Linked DNA regions of Mus musculus: regions 1, 2 and 4 are each linked to region 3. The links are chromatin contacts, called in public promoter capture Hi-C maps. All regions are on one chromosome and are shown on one strand. The core of a region is the stretch at or near the end of the contact, and the rest is flanking DNA. Distances in the headings are between cores, read along the strand shown.

Region 1 (2,700 bases), core at 21-2,520, 2.7 Mb before region 3:
TTGTTTCTGCTTCCTGAGTGCTGGGACTAAACGCATGCACCACCTCACCTGGCCCTTGTAGTCTTTATATCCTTGTGAAACTCACAAACCAAGTCTGCACTGCCTACATAGCTCTCAGCCTTCTTATCTTCCAAGCTCCCATAGAATAATAGCTTATTGAGCTCTGAGCACCAATGGCTATTCTGTCCATTTTTTCCACACCCCTCCCCAACTGCAAACAATATGGTTAGGTGTATTCCACAGCAATATCCCACAGTCTGGCTAGTATTTTTCATCTTAATTATGATTCATATGGTTGTGATCAAGCATCATGTCCAAAAGCAAATGGGTGGGAAAAAAAGCTTATTCTAGCTCACAACTTTCAGATCACACTCCATCACTGAGACAACTCAGAGCAAGAACTCAAGGCAAGAACATGGAGGCAGGAATTGAAGTACAAGCCATGGAGGAGGGCTGCTTACTGCCTAGACCCCCAAGGCTTCCTTAGCCTTCTTTGTTACCTTCTTTGTTATGTAATCCAGGACCACCTGCCCAGGGGTAGTACTGCCTACTGAGGGCTGGCCCTCCCACATCAATCATTGAGAAAGTGTCCTCCATTTTTGCCTATAGGCCACTTTTATTTTCTCACTTATAATTCACTCTTCCTGGGCTGGAGAGATGGCTGTGTAATCAAAAGCTAGTCGAAACACAAGATTCTTTCTTCCCACCTAGATCTTGGTTAGGTATATGTCAGGTTGGCACAAGTAAAGTAGCGGAGTAGTGTTTTGTCTTCATGTATGTCTGCATACCACATGTGTACCTGGTGCTCACTGAGGTCAGAAAAAGATGCCCCGCAACTGAATTACAGAGTTATAAGCGTCTATGTGGGTGCTGAGAAATAAACCCCAGTTCTCTGGAAGAGCACTGAACGTTAAGTGCTGAGCCACCACTCAACTCCCTCCCAAATAAAAATAAAATACTTTAGAAAAGGAATAGAAACCCACTCAGGTTTTAAAAATGATGCTTAGGAGGAGTGGGGGCGGAGTGGAGGAGGGGGAGAAAAGCTCACTGCAAAAAGCTTGCAGGACAAATGGTAACATCCTGCTCTTACCTCTGTGGCTGAGCCAGCTGGGTATCTGGTCTTCAAAGTAAAGGCAGAGGTGGGGAGAGGCAGTCTGAGAGAAGCGGGAGGACCCGGACTACCGCAGAGAAGCTGTGAACTCTCAGGAGCTAGCATGATGGATCCCACAGCCTAACCCAGGTCGATCTACTTAACTAGAAATGGCAGCCATAGACCCTGAACGGGACGAGCTGGGATTGGCTGCTGCTGGTATTGTTTCAAAGGAGACTCTCCTGTGATTGGCTAGCAGAGTCAAGCAGGAACTAGAGGTGGAAAAGGGAAGTTCAACAAAGTTGTTACCCAGGCAACAGAGCAACGCACAGCGAGTGGCAGTTTATTTTCGGCTCCTAGGCTGTGAACAGCACTGACCAAGCACCTGGGATCCAATTCAGACCTTCTTCCACATTTAGCAAGCACTCTACCCTTGAGGTACACTCTTATCTATATTTGAATAATGGAATCAGAAAATGCTGAAGCTGAGAATGTGGTAACAGGGAATTTGGAAGCAAAGAGCAAGGAAGGTAAAAATATGCAATTTGTGACATTGTCTTCTGCCTGGTCCCTTCAAGCACTATCCAGTCTCCTCAATCCCGAAGAAGAGGATGGTTTTGATTTTGAACAGGGGCAATGCTCATTTACTATTGGAGCCATGGGCCCTGGGAATATTGGACCACCTAAAGCAAAAGAGTCCAAAGCTATTCCTGAACCCAGGAGTGATGAAAGTGAGAACATCTGGAATCCAGAAGAGGTTCCAGAAGGAGCAGAGCATGATGATATATGGGATGTTCGTGAAATTCCAGATTATGAGATTGTATTCCAACAAACTGTGGGAACTGAGGACGTATACCTAGGATTAACAAGAAAGGATCCTTCAACGGCATGCTGCCAGGAGCTGGTGGTGAAAATTAAACTGCCCAATACAAACCCTTCTGAAATTCAAATTGATATCCAAGAAATGCTCCTTGATCTTCGCACTCCTAGAAAGAAGCTGTTAGTAAACTTTCCCCAGCCCGTGGAACGGAACAGTGCTAGAGCATCCTATATCTGGGAAGCTGAAACACTTGAAGTCAGGATGACCGTCCAAAGGGATTTGGATTTTAATATTTCCTGAAACTGTATGAATAAGAAGAGATAGAAAGAAATCATGACAAGAACATTTTTTTTTCTACCTTTGAATACTGGTTGTTTATGTTCTCCCCCCACCCCCGACATATTTTAGAAAGGTTCAGAATTTTAGTGGTGTTTTGATCAAATATAGTCAATTCTATTACTGTTATGACATATGGTTGTTTCATACAATAAGGTGCTGTTCCATTTCTATAGTGAGAGCTGAATAAAATATTTTCAGGTTAACCATCTAGGTTATTACATGGTCAATCACACAGCAGAGCTATGACCATGAAATAAGTGATTCACTTAAATCAGCAGTCTGAAGAACTTCAGCTAACTAATTACATTACCATACAATCTGCTACATAGGGATTTGTCATTATTGTCACCAGAAAAATTCATTTGGTTGCTTTTTCATTGATTTTAACATGATTTAGGATGTTTTCAATCTAGGGCTTCAATATTGTTCTGGAACATATAAGTAAGAAAGG
Region 2 (2,700 bases), core at 135-2,634, 2.5 Mb after region 3:
TTGAGATCTGTATGTGTGGGTGAACTTTAGCACTATGAAAGGACAAAAATTTTGTCATTTATATTAAAAGAGATATATTCTCAAAAGCCTATGAGCTTAAACATATTCTTTTAAAATCAATCTTTCAGGCCGGGCAGTGATGGCACACACCTTTAATCCCAGCATTTGGGAGGCAGAGGCAAGCGGATTTCTGAGTTCGAGGCCAGCCTGGTCTACAGAGTGAGTTCCAGGACAGCCAAGGCTACACAGAGAAACCCTGTCTCGAAAAACAAAATAAATAAATAAATAAATAAATAAATAAAATTTAAAAAATAAAATAAAATCAATCTTTCAAGTGTAGCTGATTATCCCCAAATCCCTTAGACTAAGTATAAGTACCCCCAGGGTGAAAAACCAGACTAACCCATAGTATCAGCAGGGACCAACACTAAGGAGGTACTACAACCAACCAGTAAAATAATGACATCTTAGTAACAGAAATGACATCTTAGTAACAAAAATTCAAACTGCTTTCTGCAGTTTAAATTTGTGTTTCCTGCACCCCCTATCCACAGCTCTGCGAGAAAAACAAACTTGTATTAAGCTCTAACAGCATTAATTTCTCTTCTTTGTAGACACCTGTGTCAATTTTCTGACACTGAGCTGTGCTTAGAGATCTAGAAATCCCTGAAGAGAGCAATGCTAACCAGCCTCTTTCATCATCAGGGCTCGCGGCCTGGGAAGGAAGGAGCAGGTGTTCTAACCAGCAAACAGACTTTTTTCCCCCTCTCCTTCCTCAGTCCGACCGAGTTCTACCCGGGTTCTTGCTTTCTATCCAGAGCAGCCACCACTCTATCCCGACACCGGCTCATCGCTAATGGTCCTCAACCATCCCTCATTTATCTCAGTTCTCTCTCCTCATATTTCTGTCCAACTCCAAACACCTCTTCCTTCGAGCCTGACACTAGTGACAGCTGAGAGCCCTACCTAGACCTACTAGAAACTTCTAGCGCTCGGAAAGGGGCGGGGGTGGGGGGCGGACCCTTGTCCTTCGGACCTGTGGCTCTTCAAAGGAGCGGAGATCCTCGGGGCGCCCCCTCCCGCCGGGGACTGCGTCCTCGAGCTCAGTCCCGACTCGGTCCCCAAGCCCTCCCTGCACGACCACCTCGCCCCGGGCGCCTCACCCTGGTAGGGCTTCGACAGCGAGTGCTCCCGTTTCAAGTACTCCACCGCTTGACCCGCCCTGACATGCCGCGGCCCCGGCCCAGACCCCAACAGAAGGAGAAAGAGCAAAAGCTTGGCCCCGTCCCGAGCCCACGCGCGCCGCCGCCACCGCTGCCACCAGGAGGGTCTCGAAGCCGCCGCCATCTTTCCCACCGCCGGCCCTTCATCAAAAAGCCCGCCCCGTGGCCCAACCCATTGGCCTGCGGAACCATCGGCCCGATCTCCCATTGGCTCCTGGAGAGTTCCCTCCCCCGCAGGTGAGTATCCCACCGATTGGCTGACTAGTAGCAGTTGCCTTGCCAACCCAGGCAAGGGGCGTTGCCGAATGTCCAGACTCCCTTCTCTGCTTTTGTCCCAGGCTTCACCAGGCCTGCTAGTAATAGAGATTCTTAGTTTGTTTCTGCATTCTATAGTAAATTTAAAGCGATAAAACATTTTTTTTTCCCGATTGTCACTGCCATTTGTACCTACCTGGCCGCCAAGCTAACAGCCAAGAGGGCATAGAAGTAAAAAGAAAAATAGACAAATCCGTGACTAAAATGAGTGGAAGGAACTGAAGACTAGCTGTGTTGGTAAAGAACTTGACTTACGATGTGGGAAGGCATTAGGTCATCCCAGCACTCTGGAGACTGAGGCAGGAAGGTGAGGAGTTCAAAGTCAACACAGTGAGTTAGGGAGTGACCTAAGTAATTCATTAGAATGAAACGACTGGTTCCAGGGTGGTGGTGGTGCACGGATTGTATCCCAATGCTTGGAGGCAACGGTATTTGGATCTCTGAGTTTGAGGCAAGCCTGGTCTACAGAGCAAGTTCTAGAATAGCCAAGGCTACACAGAGAAACCTTGTCTCAAACAGGCAAACCAAACCAAAGAAACAAACATCTGGCAAACTGTCTCAAACAGGCAAACCAAACCAAAGAAACAAACATCTGGCAAACTGTAAAATGTGTAAAGGGCAGCCTGGGTTACATGCTGGGTTGACGAGCACAATCAACCAACATCACATGATGATATTTATAGAAATTAAGTGTATGCTAAATTCTGTGTGAATTTTCAGGGTTACATGCTTTTATTGTGCAAACCTTGTTCCTTGATTTAAAATGATTGGTTAAATAGAATTGACTACAGCCAATTACTGGAGGGAGGGATTAGAGGTAGGTGGGTTTTAAGTTACTTAGTTGAGGGTGGAGAAGAGAGCAGAAGGAAGAGAAACCAGGGGAGAAGAGGAAGAACGAAAGAAGGGGAGGAAGCCTCCAGGAGACGAGATGGACTATGAGTCCATGGCCAGAAGAAGCAGCCAAGTACTTAGGCTGTACCACTGGGGAGGTAGCCAGGCCAGCAGTTAGAAGAGTAGATTAGGGGTTACCCCTAGAAACTGTCAAAGCCAAATAAAATAACCATAGTCTGAGTCTCACTTACTTGTAAGCTGGTCAGGGATAAACTTAAATTGGTTGTACTACACCCCAGAGTTCATATTTCACCAAGTTCCAGCTTCCTGC
Region 3 (2,700 bases), core at 55-2,554:
ATAGCAGATAGGAATACAGTTTCTTACTGCAGTGGGCTGCAGTGTCAGGAGCCCTTCAGCTCTGTGCACGGGATGCAGAAGTTCCAGACAGCTCTGCTGACTGCCAGGGACCCGTGAAGCCTGTTTGGCACCCAGTGCTCCCCGCAGTCTGACAGTCAAGAGTCTCACCTTCCTCAGTGTCGGCAAGCAAGGTGCTTTCCATCCTCAGCCTCAAACAACAGAATGAGTGGCATATAATAGCAATCTGTATTTGTTTTAGGAGGCCAACATGCAAATAAGAGCACATTTTCCTGTGCTTTCCGTGCTTATGAACCTGGCATCAGGGCTAAGCAACATCTTTCCGCATTTCTTTTAATGCTCACACTTGATAATACATCATTCACCTATCAGTCACTAATGGCTACACATTTTTGCAGAACTGAACAGTTGGTTTCATATAGTTAGACAACAATACACACATTCCTATCGATTCTTCAATTGACTTTTGGAATTTTACGAATTATTTAGTTTCAAGCCAGTTACTAGAAATTGCACAAATGTAATATTTCATTTGTCATATGTCATATAGTTAATTTAAAAAATACAAGTCAATGAAAGAAAACAAATCATCCAACTCCCACAGGGAAAGCCAGTTTGCCTTAGGGGCAAGCAGGGCAGAGCACTGCACTGGCCCGCTAAGGCCGCAACACGCTGCAGGCGGCCACTGCAGCTTTGGCTTTCTCGCCAGGTGGCAGAGGCCCTCCGCAAAAGAGCACACCGCAGCGCTCACGCCTTGCCTTCTTCGTTGGCACCGAATCAGCGATCACTGTCAAGTGTCCAGCCCACAACTGCGATACAGTTTTTGCGGATTGTAACGGAATGTAAGGGAAGCTGGAAAAAAACGGCAAAGGGGAGAAGGGTGTGTACCCGAGTGTGACCGATCGCCGTTGTCTGACAGTGCCTAAAAATTTCTCCTGCAGTATCTACAGGCCAATCAATCACCAACTTCCTTCATCCTTCATCATGTCAGATCCTTACATCTAAAATCACCTCTCCCTACAAAGCCAATAAATGAATCAGGGTTCTTTGACCGTGGCAGAGCTCACGTCTGGGCTGAGAATCAGCACCAAGTTTGGGGGTGGTAGGGTGCAAGCCTGCAGACCGCGGCGTGCCGCCTTTCCTAAGATTGGACCAGCTTGGAGATGGCCCTTCCAGGTGCTCGCGCCTCCATGCGCAGGGACTACCCCCGCCCCCAAACCAAATAGCTCACCCTGCTGCATCCTCCGAGCCCCAGCCTCCGGGCGGGCTCAGGGAGGCGGGAGCCCGGGTTCCCCCCGGCTCCTTGGCGCCCCCTGACGTCGGCCTCCAGCAGAAGGTCCGCGGAGGCTTACACAGGCGAAACCCGGGGGTCCCCGCGCACCGCCGCCCGGCGCGTGGCCTGGCGGGCCGCGCGCGCACCGAACCGACCTGCTGGAGGGCGCGCGCCGCTCGGTCCCGGCCCCAGCCATGCGCGCGCGCCCGCACCCGCGCCGCCGCTGCCGCCGCAGCCCGTGACGTCACCCACCGAGCCCCCCGCCGGCTCGCCGCGCCCCGTCCCGCCCCACGTGCGCCGGCTTCAGGACGCCGAGGCCCCGGGCGGCCACCCGATGATGCTCCCAGCCGGCTGCGTCCCGGGCGGGGCTGAGCCCGAGAGCTGCGCGCGGGCTGGGGCGCCTGCGGAGGGAGGGGCGCGGCTCTCGCCGCTGCGCCGCGTGCTGAGTCATGGCGAGAGCTGCCCGCTGCTCTCCATCAGTCGTTCCGGGGCCGGCGCGGGGTGTGCAGCCATTGGGCCGCGCGCGGGGCCGCGAGCGCCGGGCTTGACGCGCTGAGCCGCGCTCGCCCCTGTCCGCCGCGCCCGCCCCGCGTCCCGCGCCCCGCGCCCCGCGCGCTCTGCAGCCTTAGCCCCGCGCCGCACGGCCCCCCGCCTCGCCCGCACCATGATCGCCGCCGCTTTCCTCGTTTTGCTGAGACCCTACAGCATCCAATGTGCTCTCTTCCTCTTGTTGCTCCTGCTGGGCACCGTCGCCACCATCGTCTTCTTCTGCTGCTGGCACCGCAAGCTCCAGAAAGGGAGACATCCGATGAAATCGGTCTTTTCGGGTCGTTCCAGAAGCAGAGGTAAGACACGCCGCCGCTGGGTTCTTCTGGGCAGAAGCGAGGTTCAAGCCTTCTCTGCCTCTTCTGCCCACTCAGTGCCCACTCCTCAAGCTAAGTGCATTTATTTATTTAACGCGCCCTGGCCCTTTGGCCTCACCTCCATCCTCTGAGTCACCAGGTTTGGATAACCACGGAGATTCGGAGGTCCTGGAAGGAAGGATCAGGCTCCGATTCTTAGGGTCAGTTTGCTAGAGCCCAGAAGGTAATTGTAGGGGAGTCCTGGGCTGAGGTACTCGTATCTTTGCCAAGCCTTTGCTGGAGCTTAGGAATAAAAAAGTAAGGCGTGATGATATGGGCTCCCCTCTCCCAACTTTGCTGGAACTTCTTGCAGAGAAATCACCTTAGAGACAGATGGTCCAATACTCTCTCCGCCCCGCCCCAATATGCCCACGGAATTGGAGAGAGACACCTAGAATGTGCTTTCCCGAATCCAGGTAAGTGATCAGTAACTCTTTAGGCTGAGAACAAGGAGTTAACGGAGTCTCGTTTTCCCTCTTTTCTCCCCAGATGCTGCTCTGAGATCTC
Region 4 (2,700 bases), core at 173-2,672, 2.8 Mb before region 3:
AGAGCATTTCCAAGCTGTACAAACAAAATGGCTGGGGCGAGAGGGAATGGGAGAGATGGCCAGCTTTCCGCAGCCTTTGTCCCTGCTGAGCCTCAGGCAGTGGTTCTTGGTCAGATGATTGATGAAATGAAGTGTCTCTGGTGTATTGATGGGGAGAGGCAAACAGTATAGGCATAAGGTTTATAGACTGTTACCACTGTTTTCTAAATTGCATTTTGTTGTTCTTTAGAGAAACACTAGGAAGGCTGTTTTATGTGTCATCACCAGCATGATGAGCCCTTGTGAAAACCATGACATAGGGTCAGTTATTTCCTGTTTTCAGTTTGAATTCAGAGAATCCCCGTAGGTGTGACTTACCCCTGCTCTTGCCCCTCTTCCTATTTCTCTCTTGCCCACAGTAAGGATAAAGACACTCTTAAGGAAAGGAAGTAAATGTACTAAAAGTGAACTAAGGCAGACAGAGCATCTGCACCTACTTTAGTTCATTTGGATGTTTTGGAGCACAGAGCTCTAGGTCAGTCTGACCAAAGAAGCTGAGCCTCACTGAGCATTCTCACACTCCAGGCTTCTCGGCAAGTGTTAAGTTCCAGTTTCTGGGAAGAGCTTTCCAATCTTACCACGAAGTCAACTGTCTGCTGTGCCTGGGACAAAGCAGTGTACCTGTTGTCTCAAGGAAATGGTGGCCCTTGGGGAGTTTGTTTTTATTGATTCTGTCTCTTTTATACCATAAATAATAAAATAGGTTATATATTCATAGAAACTTGCATCTACGTTCAGGAGTTACCCAAACGTAATATGCAGATTGGAGGAGATGTTGATGTTGGTGACAATAAGCACTGAGGAAAAGGGTAGACTCAAAGGTCTTATCATGAACAATATGTACAAATACAATATTTATCCTGCAATGGACAAAGCATAGGAAAAGTGTGTTGCCTCTTGGAAAAAGAGGCTATTCTGTAACAAATCTGCTTTGGTTTTTACCCCCTGTTATCACCCTGGAGCTGAGAAATCACATTATCTGATTCAAGAAAGCTTAGATGCCCCACAGCCATTAGGATTAAATATAACAAAATAAGTCATTCCCTTCTGGCCCCTAAGCCATCGCATTAACAAAACCTGGCCTGCTCTAAATGCTGGTTCTCATTTGTAGGTAAAAGGAAAACAAACGTTGATGACTACTTCAGCAGCTGCAAAGAAAAGAATTATTGTTTCCTTCCTTCTTTGGCTCCCTCGAGTTCTCAGGAGGTGCCGAAGAAAAATCAGCACCAGATGGCTCTCAAAGAGATGATGCTCAAATTTTAAATTTATGGCCCATTTCTGGAAGACAATCTGAAGGTGGCCCAAGTTTCAAATCACTTCCAGACCAGACTCACAGGAGAATGCCTCTTGCTTTGGCTTACAAAGCTGGTCTCACGGTTCTCCGGTTTGCTAGTGCTGTTTGATTGCAGCACAGGGAGACTGTGACGGGAACTGCCACAATGGGGACCCACCTTAGCTCCTATGTAAACATTGCCAAGTCACTTTGGAAACATTCTCTTCGTGTATGTTAGTGGCAACAGAGAGCAGCTTCTGTATGTGGCAACCTTGGTTTAACTTAGTCTATCAGCAGACTAGTAAGCAACAGTCAGACAATCCAGTGCTTTCTACAACTAATGGTACGATTGTGTGTTTTGAATGGGGAGAACAAGGGTGAGAGAATTCTAGAAGCAAGAGGAGAGCTATGGTTTGGAGAGATTGAGCGGTTTCCGATTGTGAAAGATCAGGAAGGTGAACATGTAATTTGACTACACTTTTAAACCGGGGGCCTCTAATATCTGATTAGAGTTAGAAGAGGCCATCCAGGGGCAGCAGGCTTTGTGACAGTGAAGTGGGGGAGGCTGTGAAGCACACTGCCAAATCTGACGCTGCACAAGCTAACGCTGCCTCAAGGGCACTGTGACAGAAACTTCACTGTCAGGTAAGTATTTGGGTGGAGAACTCTTTACAAGTTCCCTCACTACAGGCCATGGCTCTCTGTTGTCATGTCTACTCTTACCAAAGTATCTTCAATTTCTAAAACAGTGGGCAAGGAAAAGGAGTGCTTGCCCGTCCTCCCATCATTTGGGAGGTGGAGGAAGGAGGATCACAAATTCAAGGTCACCCTTGGCCTTGTAATGAGTTTGAAGGCTGTCTAGGCTACATGAAACCATGTCTTTAAAAGAAACACCAGACTTTGTTCTTCGTTGTATTCTCACCAGTTAAAGTGTATCTGGTGTTAGCATTCCATCTACGGACTGCCCAACAGTTACCTAGCAACAGCCAGGTAGGCCTGGCTTCCTATAAAAGGGGCTGTTTGGCCCCTCCTCCCTCTCTCTGCCCCTTTTCTCTCTCTGATTCTCTTCCCTTCCTGCTCTTCCCTTTCTCTCCTCTCTCTTTCTCTCCCTCCCTCTTCTGTCTTTCTGTCTCTACACCTTTTTTTTTTTTGGTTTTTTCGAGACAGGGTTTCTCGGTATAGCCCTGGCTGTCCTGGAGCTCACTTTGAAGACCAGGCTGGCCTCGAACTCAGAAATCCGCCTGCCTTCTTAACTCCTCTTTCTGGAGAAAGGAGGCCCAGCATGGGCCCACTAACGCACCCCTTCCACCTCACCATCCTATTTGATGTTTGATACAAAGTATATCCTTGACTCTTCTTATAAAACACAACACCTGAAGGGTGGGGGT

The links. Promoter capture Hi-C pulls out the DNA fragments that hold promoters and counts their contacts.
Region 1: a contact with region 3 is called in a promoter capture Hi-C map of pre-B cells, with 12 times the contacts expected there. The contact joins the promoter of 4931428L18Rik here to the promoter of Bend6 in region 3. A contact is called at or near these places in 8 of 39 promoter capture datasets (the C10 cell line, cranial neural crest, frontonasal cranial neural crest and 4 more) and 2 of 115 datasets of contacts at active chromatin or transcription factors (astrocytes and embryonic forebrain).
Region 2: a contact with region 3 is called in a promoter capture Hi-C map of the HPC-7 cell line. The contact joins the promoter of Lman2l here to the promoter of Bend6 in region 3. A contact is called at or near these places in 2 of 39 promoter capture datasets (the HPC-7 cell line and cranial neural crest).
Region 4: a promoter capture Hi-C map of pre-B cells shows a contact between it and region 3, with 7 times the contacts expected there. The contact joins the enhancer-like site here to the promoter of Bend6 in region 3. A contact is called at or near these places in 6 of 39 promoter capture datasets (the C10 cell line, cranial neural crest, hippocampal neurons and 2 more) and 1 of 115 datasets of contacts at active chromatin or transcription factors (astrocytes).

What each region holds. Positions count from the first base shown.
Region 1 is chr1:31,221,386-31,224,085 of GRCm38.p6, forward strand. 4931428L18Rik (RIKEN cDNA 4931428L18 gene) reads right to left here and starts at 1,271. Exons shown (of 3, transcript NR_033445.1): 1 at 1,091-1,271. Dnaaf6 (dynein axonemal assembly factor 6) reads left to right here and starts at 1,454. Exons shown (of 1, transcript NM_029062.2): 1 at 1,454-2,700. The coding sequence starts at 1,554. The coding sequence ends at 2,210.
Region 2 is chr1:36,443,887-36,446,586 of GRCm38.p6, forward strand. Lman2l (lectin, mannose-binding 2-like) reads right to left here and starts at 1,385. Exons shown (of 8, transcript NM_001013374.2): 1 at 1,164-1,385. The coding sequence starts at 1,347.
Region 3 is chr1:33,906,317-33,909,016 of GRCm38.p6, forward strand. Bend6 (BEN domain containing 6) reads right to left here and starts at 1,305. Exons shown (of 7, transcript NM_177235.3): 1 at 1,250-1,305. It overlaps Dst (dystonin), which reads left to right and starts at 1,909. Exons shown (of 103, transcript NM_001276764.1): 1 at 1,909-2,136; 2 at 2,683-2,700. The coding sequence starts at 1,956.
Region 4 is chr1:31,148,484-31,151,183 of GRCm38.p6, forward strand. All of the region lies in intron 2 of 4931428L18Rik (RIKEN cDNA 4931428L18 gene), which reads right to left. Among named protein-coding and RNA genes, the nearest start is that of Lgsn, 27 kb to the right of the region's middle. Within about 2 kb of position 1,423, at least 25 of the 459 cell types and tissues checked have an H3K27ac peak or open chromatin away from gene starts, as enhancers often do.